Regions from separate parts of the Zea mays genome. Here region 2 is linked to region 1. Evidence: chromatin contacts called from public Hi-C data. All regions are on one chromosome and are shown on one strand. Each heading gives the region's core, a stretch centred on a gene start, on an enhancer-like site or on the middle of the called end of the contact. The rest is flanking DNA. Distances are from core to core; before and after follow the strand shown. Region 1 holds the start of LOC100502226. Region 2 holds the start of LOC100273880.

Region 1 (4,721 bases), core at 801-3,300:
AGCTCACTTAGACTCTCGGGCTCACAAGTTCATACAAGCTCTCAAGTTCAATACATCACACAGTGGAGTAGGGTATTACGCTCCGGCGGCCCGAACCACTCTAAACCCTTGTGTGTTCTTGTGTTCTTCCCGACTCCATCTAACAGGCAAAACGCTTAGGCCCCTCCTCATCTTAGGATCTAGGGCGGGTGCGTTCCGCCACCCGGCCGAAGAATTTCCTCTCCGACAGTATATATTGTGTTACAACATCCTCTAGTACTTGGGCTAGTTACTGTCTAGAGTCCGCCTCTTACGATGATGTTGCCCAACGTGTCAAATTTTGGAGGTAAGCACCTTAACGTAGCCACAATGGTGTAGATAGTATACTCTCTGTATCAACATTCATGTCATATACAAATCATCCTATAGTGAATCTTTACAATGATGTATCTATATAGATATCCATAGCTATTTTTAATAATTACATACACTCTTTGTATCATCTCAGTTTCTGCGTATAGACTCACTACGGGTTCATAGATAGCAGCACTCTATATCTTCATTTAATTCCTTATCACATGTATAATAGATGCTAACATGGACTCCTTTGAGCTAACTTGATACCATTGCGGCTGCCCTTACAAACCAATGAAAAAATCCTCATCGTCCACCTTATGTCCTAAGTTTTTTATCCCAACTATAATGACATTAAGTCTACAAAACATTTCGTGCACACTCTCGTCTTCTTGGATCTTGAACCTTGCATGTTTGTATTTGAAGATGTATAATTTGGCTTTTTTACAGCTGGTGTGTTCTCATAAGAGTTTTCTAGAGTTACATACAAATTCTAAGTATTTGATTGATTCAAAGACTTTGGGATCGAAGGCTTCATATATGACGTTAAGGGCTTGATAATTTAATTGCAATTTCTCCTCTTCACTATGTGTTGGATCTTTTATGACAATCGCTACAAAAATATCCACAACACCATATATCTTTCTGCTCATAACTTTTAAATGTAAGCACATCATTTTTTCAAATAATTAGTACCATCAAAAGGAGGAGTTGTACCAATATGACTAAAAGTAATTTTTTCACCGTAAGATGTTAAGCCTAAAAACAATGGTTTTCTGGATTTGATACTACTTGATATGACTTAGTTGGCCAGAGGTGGTGAATAGCTCATAAACAATTATTTGACAAAACCTACGATTACAACTAGGACCAATATATTTGAATATGTGGACGAAATTACTTGTTCTAGCTTGCTCTAGGTTATCTCTTAATCAAATTAGTAGCTAGTAAAAGATACGTAGAAGAAGACTAGCTAATCACTAAGCAAAATAAACAACTAAAACACTACTTACATAAATAGTAAATGGACTAGTATGAACCAAGTCTTAATCCTAATTTTAAATAGATTGAAATTATTTAATAGACATTGTTAATCCACCATTAGATAATACTAAATGATTGCACCAGCATAAACTGACTCTAGAGAATTTTTGGAAGATAGGTCTAGAGAGAATTTTTGTATTTATAGAGCCAGACTATAGAGAATGACTAGACAACCAAACATGAAGATGGGATCTTGACTAATGGCCCGTTTGGAAGATAAATTTTACCGTGTCACATCAGATGTTTGATGTATTAAAAATAGTTTAATTATAAAACTAATTAGAACTAAAAGGTAAGACGAGTAAATTAATTAGACTTAATAAATTATCTAGTCGTTTAGTCTTTATCTCTATAATTAATTTTATAATTAAATTATATTTGATGGTCGTAATTGATATTTGCATGTCCACAATACTGAGAGTAGACAATCGGACAAACAATCAGACCTAGAGTACAAAAGCGGCGCTTGGTAATTTCACATGGAGTGCTCTTTATGTACACAAGGCTTTCACATGGCGGTGAGAAGCTGGAGAGGGAGACCGACCGTGGGGAGGAGGACCTGAGTACCTGACCAATCCGCGGTTCGTGTCCACACGGCACTTGCAACACACATGTCGTACCAGCGCGGAACAGGGCACGGAATCTGCTGCTCGTTTTCCCCTCTCCGTCCCCGTCTCCGTCTCCTTCTCCTCCTCCCCGTCGCCGTCTCCGAGTCTCCCTCTATTTCTCTCCGCCCTTGTTCTTCTCCTCTCTCCCTCTATCTTATTACCTCAAGTAGAAGTAGTATATATTTTTTGTCCGCCTTTTCAATTTTTCCTTTTATCTCCCTGCGTCTCTTCGTCGTCCTCCTGCTGTGGCGGCCGCCGGCGATCCCCGATCGGCGATACTCAGGTACCCATCGCTCTTCGACTCCCACCGATTTCCGCTGCGTGGACGCATACGCCGCTCGAACTCGATCGTCTCCCGTCCTGCCGGTGCCGCTGGTTCCGATTGAGTCTGTGCACACGCCCGCTTCGCGGGTCGCCCCCTCGCTTTTCGTATCTAGTACTAGTTCCTGCCCGTGCCGGTAGCGAAAAGCGTCTTTGGTTGTTTTTTTTGGGTGGGGGGACGGACAACGGACGGGGATTTTTTTTATCTCAGTCCTGCCTGCATGCTTGGTCTGCTACGGCGCCATTGCTGACGGCTGACCCCAAGTTTTAGCTCGTACTATTTCTGCGTCGCGTCGCCTCAAGTAGAGGGAGGGACACTCTCGTGCCCATCGAATCATTTCTGTTCACCTCCAATTGATTACTACTGGAATAGTGGGGGCTACTTGGAGCAGGGCGCAGCTAATGCTCCCCCCACAAACCCTTTACTTCTGCTTCTGCTGCATACTGGTTGTTGGGTGGGCGCTCCACTGCGAATCTATTTATGCAGTATTGCTTACTGCAGTGGGATCACTTCATTCAATCGAAAAACCGTGGTGCCGCATAGATCCTACCTTACCATGTTTCGTACTACAACTCCGTGCTATTGCTGCAGCTGGATGTTCCGTTGTCAGACTGGCTGTCCATGCAGTTGGTTGGTGGGAGGCAAGGCCAACCTCCTCCTTCTCCTGCGCTGACTGATTTTGCTAATGTTATAAGTGTGACCCGGGTCTATAGTTGGCTAGTCCTTATTACTTGTAGCATAGTACCGTTGATTTATGCGGACCAAGAGCTCTCGGAAGTATCATGACCTCAACTACGGGCCTGATGCTGTTCATGACTTGCTCTTTTGGATCCTCCAGTGTTCTGCTACTCATGTCATATCCTTCGCACTCTTGATGCAGGAACCGATTCATCTCATTGCTACTGTCCCCTTATCTTTGCTACTCTGTTAACTTATTATTACTGCCACTGATTTTATTTCCATACTGAATTGCCATTGTAACAGTGGTCTCTTCCATATTTGCAGATTCTAGTTGTCCATTGTGCTGCACTGCAGCAGTAGACAATCGTGTTTTTCGGTGTTTTGTCTGTCTCTCCTTGATCATTCAGATGCCTGTACAGCTCAACTGCTATAGCTAGCTGTATATATCTGGTTGAAGAGGACTAATCTAGCAACAATGTCATCGCTTCAGTTATTGCAACTAACAGAACGGGGGCGCAACCTTTTGTCTTCAAGAAGGTTTGCTGTTGAGCTGATCCAGCAGTAATTGTTTTTAAAAGATCGATGAGTTGACCCTTATGTAACTGTTAACAGTTAACCTGTCTTTCCTTCCCCCCTCCCTGTTTTTTTTTACAGGAGAACACTTGCAATTGTTTCTGGTGCAGTACTTGCTGGTGGAGCTTTAGCATATGCGCAGTCAGGTCGATGGAAAAAACACCAGGAAGCAAATTCTTGCAGTGATGCAAACTCACATAGCAGTAATAACGGAAGAACTAGTCAGAACGGCATTGATGGTAAATTGGTTAAAACAAGGAAAAAGAAAAGTGGACTGAAGTCCTTGCATTTTTTGGCTGCTATTTTACTTAAGAAGATTGGCCCGAATGGAACGAATTACCTTATTGGCTTGATACTAACAGCAGTAAGTTATACAGCCTCCATCATTGTGCTCGTTAGAGTTAATTTGTCATATTGATATTAATGCTCTGGATATCAAATCATGCATGCATTCTATGTGCTGTTTTGAAAGTTTCCATTGTTTTGTCATGTTTTTTCTGTTACCATTATTTGGCCTGGACCTTGATTTGTGGATTCTGTTGGGTTTCAGCTCTGGCCTACCCCAACTTGTTTTTGGGACAAAAAGACTTTGTTTGTTGCTTGTTGCTTGTTGCTGTACTTAGTGAGTCTTAAACTCTGCATCATTTTTGAGCTTGTCTTTCTGGACATGTATTTTCTGTTTTCTCTGGAACTATGTTGGGCATTTTTTCTTACCATTATGTGTACAATGTGACTTTGTATTTGCTTCTGTAGCAGTCTAGCAACATGTAAAGCCAAGGACTTTGTTATTCATATTTGCCTACCTATCATTCTAAAGCAGTAGGATGATGTGTCCTTCTATCTTTCTGCAGGTCTTGCGTACAGCTGTTGGCCACAGATTGGCAAAAGTACAAGGATATTTATTCAGATCTGCATTCCTTCGGCGTATTCCGACCTTTACACGTCTCATTATTGAAAATCTTCTTCTATGCTTTCTCCAATCCACGTTATATCAGACATCAAAGTACTTAACAGGGTCTTTAGGCCTGCGCTTCAAGAAAATCTTGACAGATCTTGTCCATGCTGATTATTTTGAGGTATGTTGGGTTATAAAGTTGGACCTCCCAATCCCATGCATTCTTTGTTCCTTGCTATTTCAAATTTTATTATTCTGTCTTCCC
Region 2 (4,680 bases), core at 1,177-3,676, 590 kb before region 1:
TCAAGAGCATGAATATCCCTAGCTGGTAGTTGCATATTGGCCACTCCAGCATCTCTATGTCCCGATTCTTTCTATATATTAAACGAGGGAGCAAAGGTCGCACCTCGACCTCGCAATGTTCACATCGTCTCCTCCTCTGGCCGCCCGATCTAATTCCGACGGTGAAAATGTTTCATTTCTTTCGTTCTGCATCTGCCGTCGCCGTATGAGCGGTTTGATATTATCGCTTACTTGATTATTCTAGAACAGGGCGGCATATCCTCTGCACCGCAATGAAAAAGGCGCCATTTCGATTCACCAAGTGATAGAGCAACGCGAGCGCCCGGCTGTGTGGGCAAGATAGCGGCGATGTGACGGGTGAAGCGTGGGTGGCTGCTGGCTGGGGCCTAGGCACGATACGACAGGGGCCTCCACGCTCGATGATAGGGGCTTGGATGTGCGCAACTGCGCCGTGCCGGATGGCTGCCTAGCCAGCTGGGACACGAGCAGCTGGGCGTCTACCGGTGGGAGCGCTCCGTGCTGGGCGGCTACTGGCCGGGGCAGAAGCTGCAGAGCATTGCGTGGCTATGCAGGATTGAGGTGGTCAAGCTATGCATGATATGGAGGATTCAAGCCGCGGGGTGCCGGGCGACTATGCAGGGTCTCGAAACTATGCAGGATTCAGGTGGCTCTGTGTCGCACTGCTCAGCGACCCGAAGGAGTTGTTGCCGGCCGCGACAGACCACAGCGATGGCGGCAGTATCCCTGGCGCGCAGAGCAGCGACCTCGACCGCGCGTTGCTGCTATTCCCCCTCACATTCCCCTCCCCGCTCCCCCTGTGAGCCATATCCTTCTTTTACCAATTTGCAGCGTTCTTTGTCACCAATATTCAGAATAATGTTGGATTTAGATATATTGGATAGAAGAAGTGGATCATGCTTCTGAAAACAAACAGTGTCAGTAATTAGTCATTTTCAGAATGTATTGGGTGAATTGATCTAATCTTTTTGCCCTCATGTTATAGGAAAACAGTGGATTTCTCAACTGGTGCCTGGTGGTGGGAAATAGAGCGAAGAGCCCAAGCATCTTTGGGACAGCAATCACATAATTGACATTGTTTTTTCAGTTTACGCTAAAACTAGACTGATCAAGAAGGTGGCCCAGTTGTCAAAATGCATTTTTTTAATAAATGAAGATTTTATTCATAGTTCCAAGTACATTACATCGAGGTGATATAAGCCCTTGAAACGTCTTCCAGCCTCTGCTTAAACAGCACACAGGTTAAAACAACAAAAATATGATAACCCACACACTCTAATGGCTGTCAAAATGCATAGACAGAAGATGCCAAACTCTGGGTGGGCTGCATTTGATCGCAAGCAGCAGTGCAGATGACACTGGGTATGAAGGTCATGCTGATTCATTTCCGACGCTCTCAAATTCTGGAGTCCCTAATCTTGCTAGCAGCTCTATTACATAAAAAAGAATGGGCTGAAACCAAAGCCTTTTGCTTTAGTGGTTTGCCCTTCTGTTGATTCTGAAGCTGTTAGTAATGGATGTGGAAATAAGAATTCTACTAATCATGTCGATAATGGGAATCACAGTGCAATCTCTACATCTGTTAATAAAGTTATGCTCTTGAAAAAACGGCTATGTGGTGGGAAAGACAGTGCTGCTTGCCTATTGTCTAGGCACCACCTAGGATCTTTTTTTGAAACAGAGTGCTTATCGCATAGACCTAGATAATATATTAACAGGGTTCTCTTTCCATTTTCATTCGGTCCATTTTCATTAGGACCTTCTAATTTAGAAGCGTATGTCTCTGCACAATTAAATTTGGGTGCGGTATCTTGAGGCAATAGAAGGGCTTAACTGGGGTTAAAGCAGTTGTCAGTACTATTTTTTGATGGCCCAGTTGAATATGGAAAAACTGATTTGGAGACCAAATCCCAACTACACAAGACTTTTGAATGTTTCACTGAACATAACTTTTATTTTAACCTTACAGTTCGGCCTATAGAGTTCTAAGTTTCTTTTGCTTCACAACCAGGCTTATTTCGATAGCTTTTTTATTGCTAAATCTAAATGATTTCTACGCGCAGGACGCGCGCAATTTACTAGTTTGGTACAATTTGCGAACACGGTGAGATTAGACAACAACGCTCGAGTTTCCAATCTCTACCGGTGCAGAACGACGGCTCGATGATGGTAGGAAAGGTTGGCAATCACAACACGAATAAGAGAGTAATAAAGAGAGCGAGAGGGAAGTACGCATTACCGACTCCTGGATCTCCTCCCGGACGATGTAGAACGGATCCTGCGCCGAGCTCATGGCCTCTCCGACGAACGGATTGCCAGGCCTGGGCGCCTGGATTTTCCTCCCCTCGAATCCCTAGCAATATTTTGGGGGCAGGGGATTTGCTTGGTGCGGAGTCGCGGACTCGCGGTGCAGACGAGAGAGGAGAGATCCAGATCCCACTTCCACTGGTTCCTTCCTTGTTTCGTCTCGGTGACACTGCCACCAGGGTCCCACCTGCTTTCCGCGGCCGCGCTCGTGGACTCGGTGCACAGAGCATCCTCGGCCCACGTGGCGCGTCGGGCCCATCACGCAGTGACTTTAAGTCGTCGCTCTCTCCACCCTTCTTTCTCCGCTGCATCGGGAAAAGGGGAGCGAGAGGCGAAGCAGATAAGGAAGCCAGCCGGCAAGGGGAGCCACTCCGGCGTCGAGAAACCTAGGGCGAGCGCCTCGACGACTCCTATCACCCCATGGCGGCCTTCGCTACGGGCAGCACCACAGCGCGCGCGACGCTGGCATCGCCGACTTCGTGCCAGCCGGCCGCGCGCCGGGCGCCGGCCCGATGGATGCCGCTGCGCTGCTCGCCGCCGGCCCTGGGCCTCAGGGGAGGAGCGCGTTCTCGGCGGAGCGCCACGCTACGGGTGAATCCTTGCTGACCTGTACTCTCTGATTCGCGTTGCCTTTCAAGTGGCAGCTAATTGAAATTAGAATGGAGTATGTGAGAATATCGTGGAATTGTTTCTTTATAAACTACAGTAGAATGTGTCATAGGAACTCATCTCCGAATTAATGGCAGATATTGACAATTTAGGTCCACTGGCTGCTGTCCAGATGCTTGAACTATGTCCTGTACTCGTCGTTGCACTTGCCGGAGTTTGCAGCTACTATGAGCCATCCAATTTTAGTTCTGCTGCTGTATCAAAATTTCTGTTCCTAGTCCAGGACATCTGGGCTCAAAGACAATAAACTAGTATGAACTTGGTGTATCTTGGATGCATCCAACTTTTTTGAAAAATGGCCCCTTATCTTTTTAGGTTGTCAACCTTATGTAGGTGAAAAAAATTATGGCATGTAATAGCTTTGAAGATGTTTTCATTTTAATACTTATCATGTTACTTTCCAGTTTTCTGAAAATGTAGTTTTGTTTTTCATCCATTGAGTAGCTCTAGAAGTGAGCAAGTGACAACTGTTACTATACACAGCTTTTTTGTGTGCGCTTATAGTCCTATAACTGTTTTCTTACATGTATCCTTTTCCATTAGGGCTGTATATATCGTCCTTACACTTTAAAAACTTGTGGATTTCTACTATTTTTTCGACATTTTATCTGTATTTAATTTTTGGATGGATAGGTGGAAGCTAAGAAGCAAACTTTTTCTTCATTTGATGAGTTGCTGGAGAAGTCTGAGAAGCCATTGTTAGTTGACTTCTATGCAACTTGGTAAGTTACTTACTGGAAGTAATGAAAGTGGCGATGACAGGTGTCATGCTGAGCTAGTTCAGTACTCTCTACTAGATATAAGTTCTCTCCATTATTGTTGTGTTTTTAGGTCTTTGGTGTGTTTCATGTTCTTTCCATTATGCCAATGTGCTACCAAACATTTGGGAGGTGAAAATTGCACTTTGACTGGCATTATGTTCATCATCTGTGTAAATGCATGCATAATATCCACCACTACGAAAAGGCCTCTAGCGTAATGGTTAAGCCTTCCGAGTAAGACCTCCAGGTCCCGGGTTCGATCCCCTTGTGGGCGAATTTCGGGCTTGGTTAAAAAAATCCCCTCGCTGTGTCCCGCCATCCCGGGTTACGTCCACCCTTCGTCTGGGCCGTTGCAGAGTGGGGGGTGACGGCCCGCTAGTGAAGGGGGGCCAGGGTTTGGGGATTTTTTCGTCTTGGACCATGTTTCAGTCTCTTTTTAATATAATACCGGGAAGACTGTCTTTCCCTTCCCGTCCGAGTTTTTTTTTAATATCCACCACCTCCTACCCTTTTACTTTTTAGAAAAGATACCGAACTTTGGTGAAAGTTGAATAGTTTTTGCACTCTTTTTGCTCGAGTGGGGAAGACCTCTAGAAGTTTGGTCTGTTTTTCCACTTTTGTCTTTAGTGTTCAGTGTTCACCATGTGGACTAACCTGTTCAATTGTATTTCCTTCACAATTGATATTTGCAATACCTCAAATGCACCTTACTGATTTTAAAGCCTCTGCTTTCTACAGTCATTTGTTATGGCACTGTTCATGATGACATACATTACTACTGATATCTAACAGAAAAAACGACACTATATGATTAATTGGGTCATGTTCTGTTCATGATGATGTGCATTGTTTCCATCTGAGTTCTATCATATCCAGAAATGTTGTTTCACATTGTACTCATCAAACGACAAACATTGTCCCAACT

What was found. A called contact is a pair of places that touch in the nucleus more often than the background predicts.
Region 2: a Hi-C map of ear shows a contact between it and region 1, with 2.2 times the contacts expected there. The contact joins the promoter of LOC100273880 here to the promoter of LOC100502226 in region 1. A contact is called at or near these places in 3 of 25 Hi-C or Micro-C datasets (ear, leaf mesophyll and tassel).

Annotation. Positions count from the first base shown.
Region 1 is chr3:147,720,793-147,725,513 of Zm-B73-REFERENCE-NAM-5.0, reverse strand. It overlaps LOC100502226, which reads left to right and starts at 2,050. Exons shown (of 26, transcript NM_001348470.1): 1 at 2,050-2,268; 2 at 3,313-3,525; 3 at 3,643-3,925; 4 at 4,413-4,637. The coding sequence starts at 3,464.
Region 2 is chr3:148,313,894-148,318,573 of Zm-B73-REFERENCE-NAM-5.0, reverse strand. It overlaps LOC100273880, which reads right to left and starts at 2,426. Exons shown (of 7, transcript NM_001148274.1): 1 at 2,258-2,426. The coding sequence starts at 2,311. It overlaps LOC100382686 (putative thioredoxin superfamily protein), which reads left to right and starts at 2,682. Exons shown (of 4, transcript NM_001175410.1): 1 at 2,682-2,916; 2 at 3,628-3,716. The coding sequence starts at 2,746.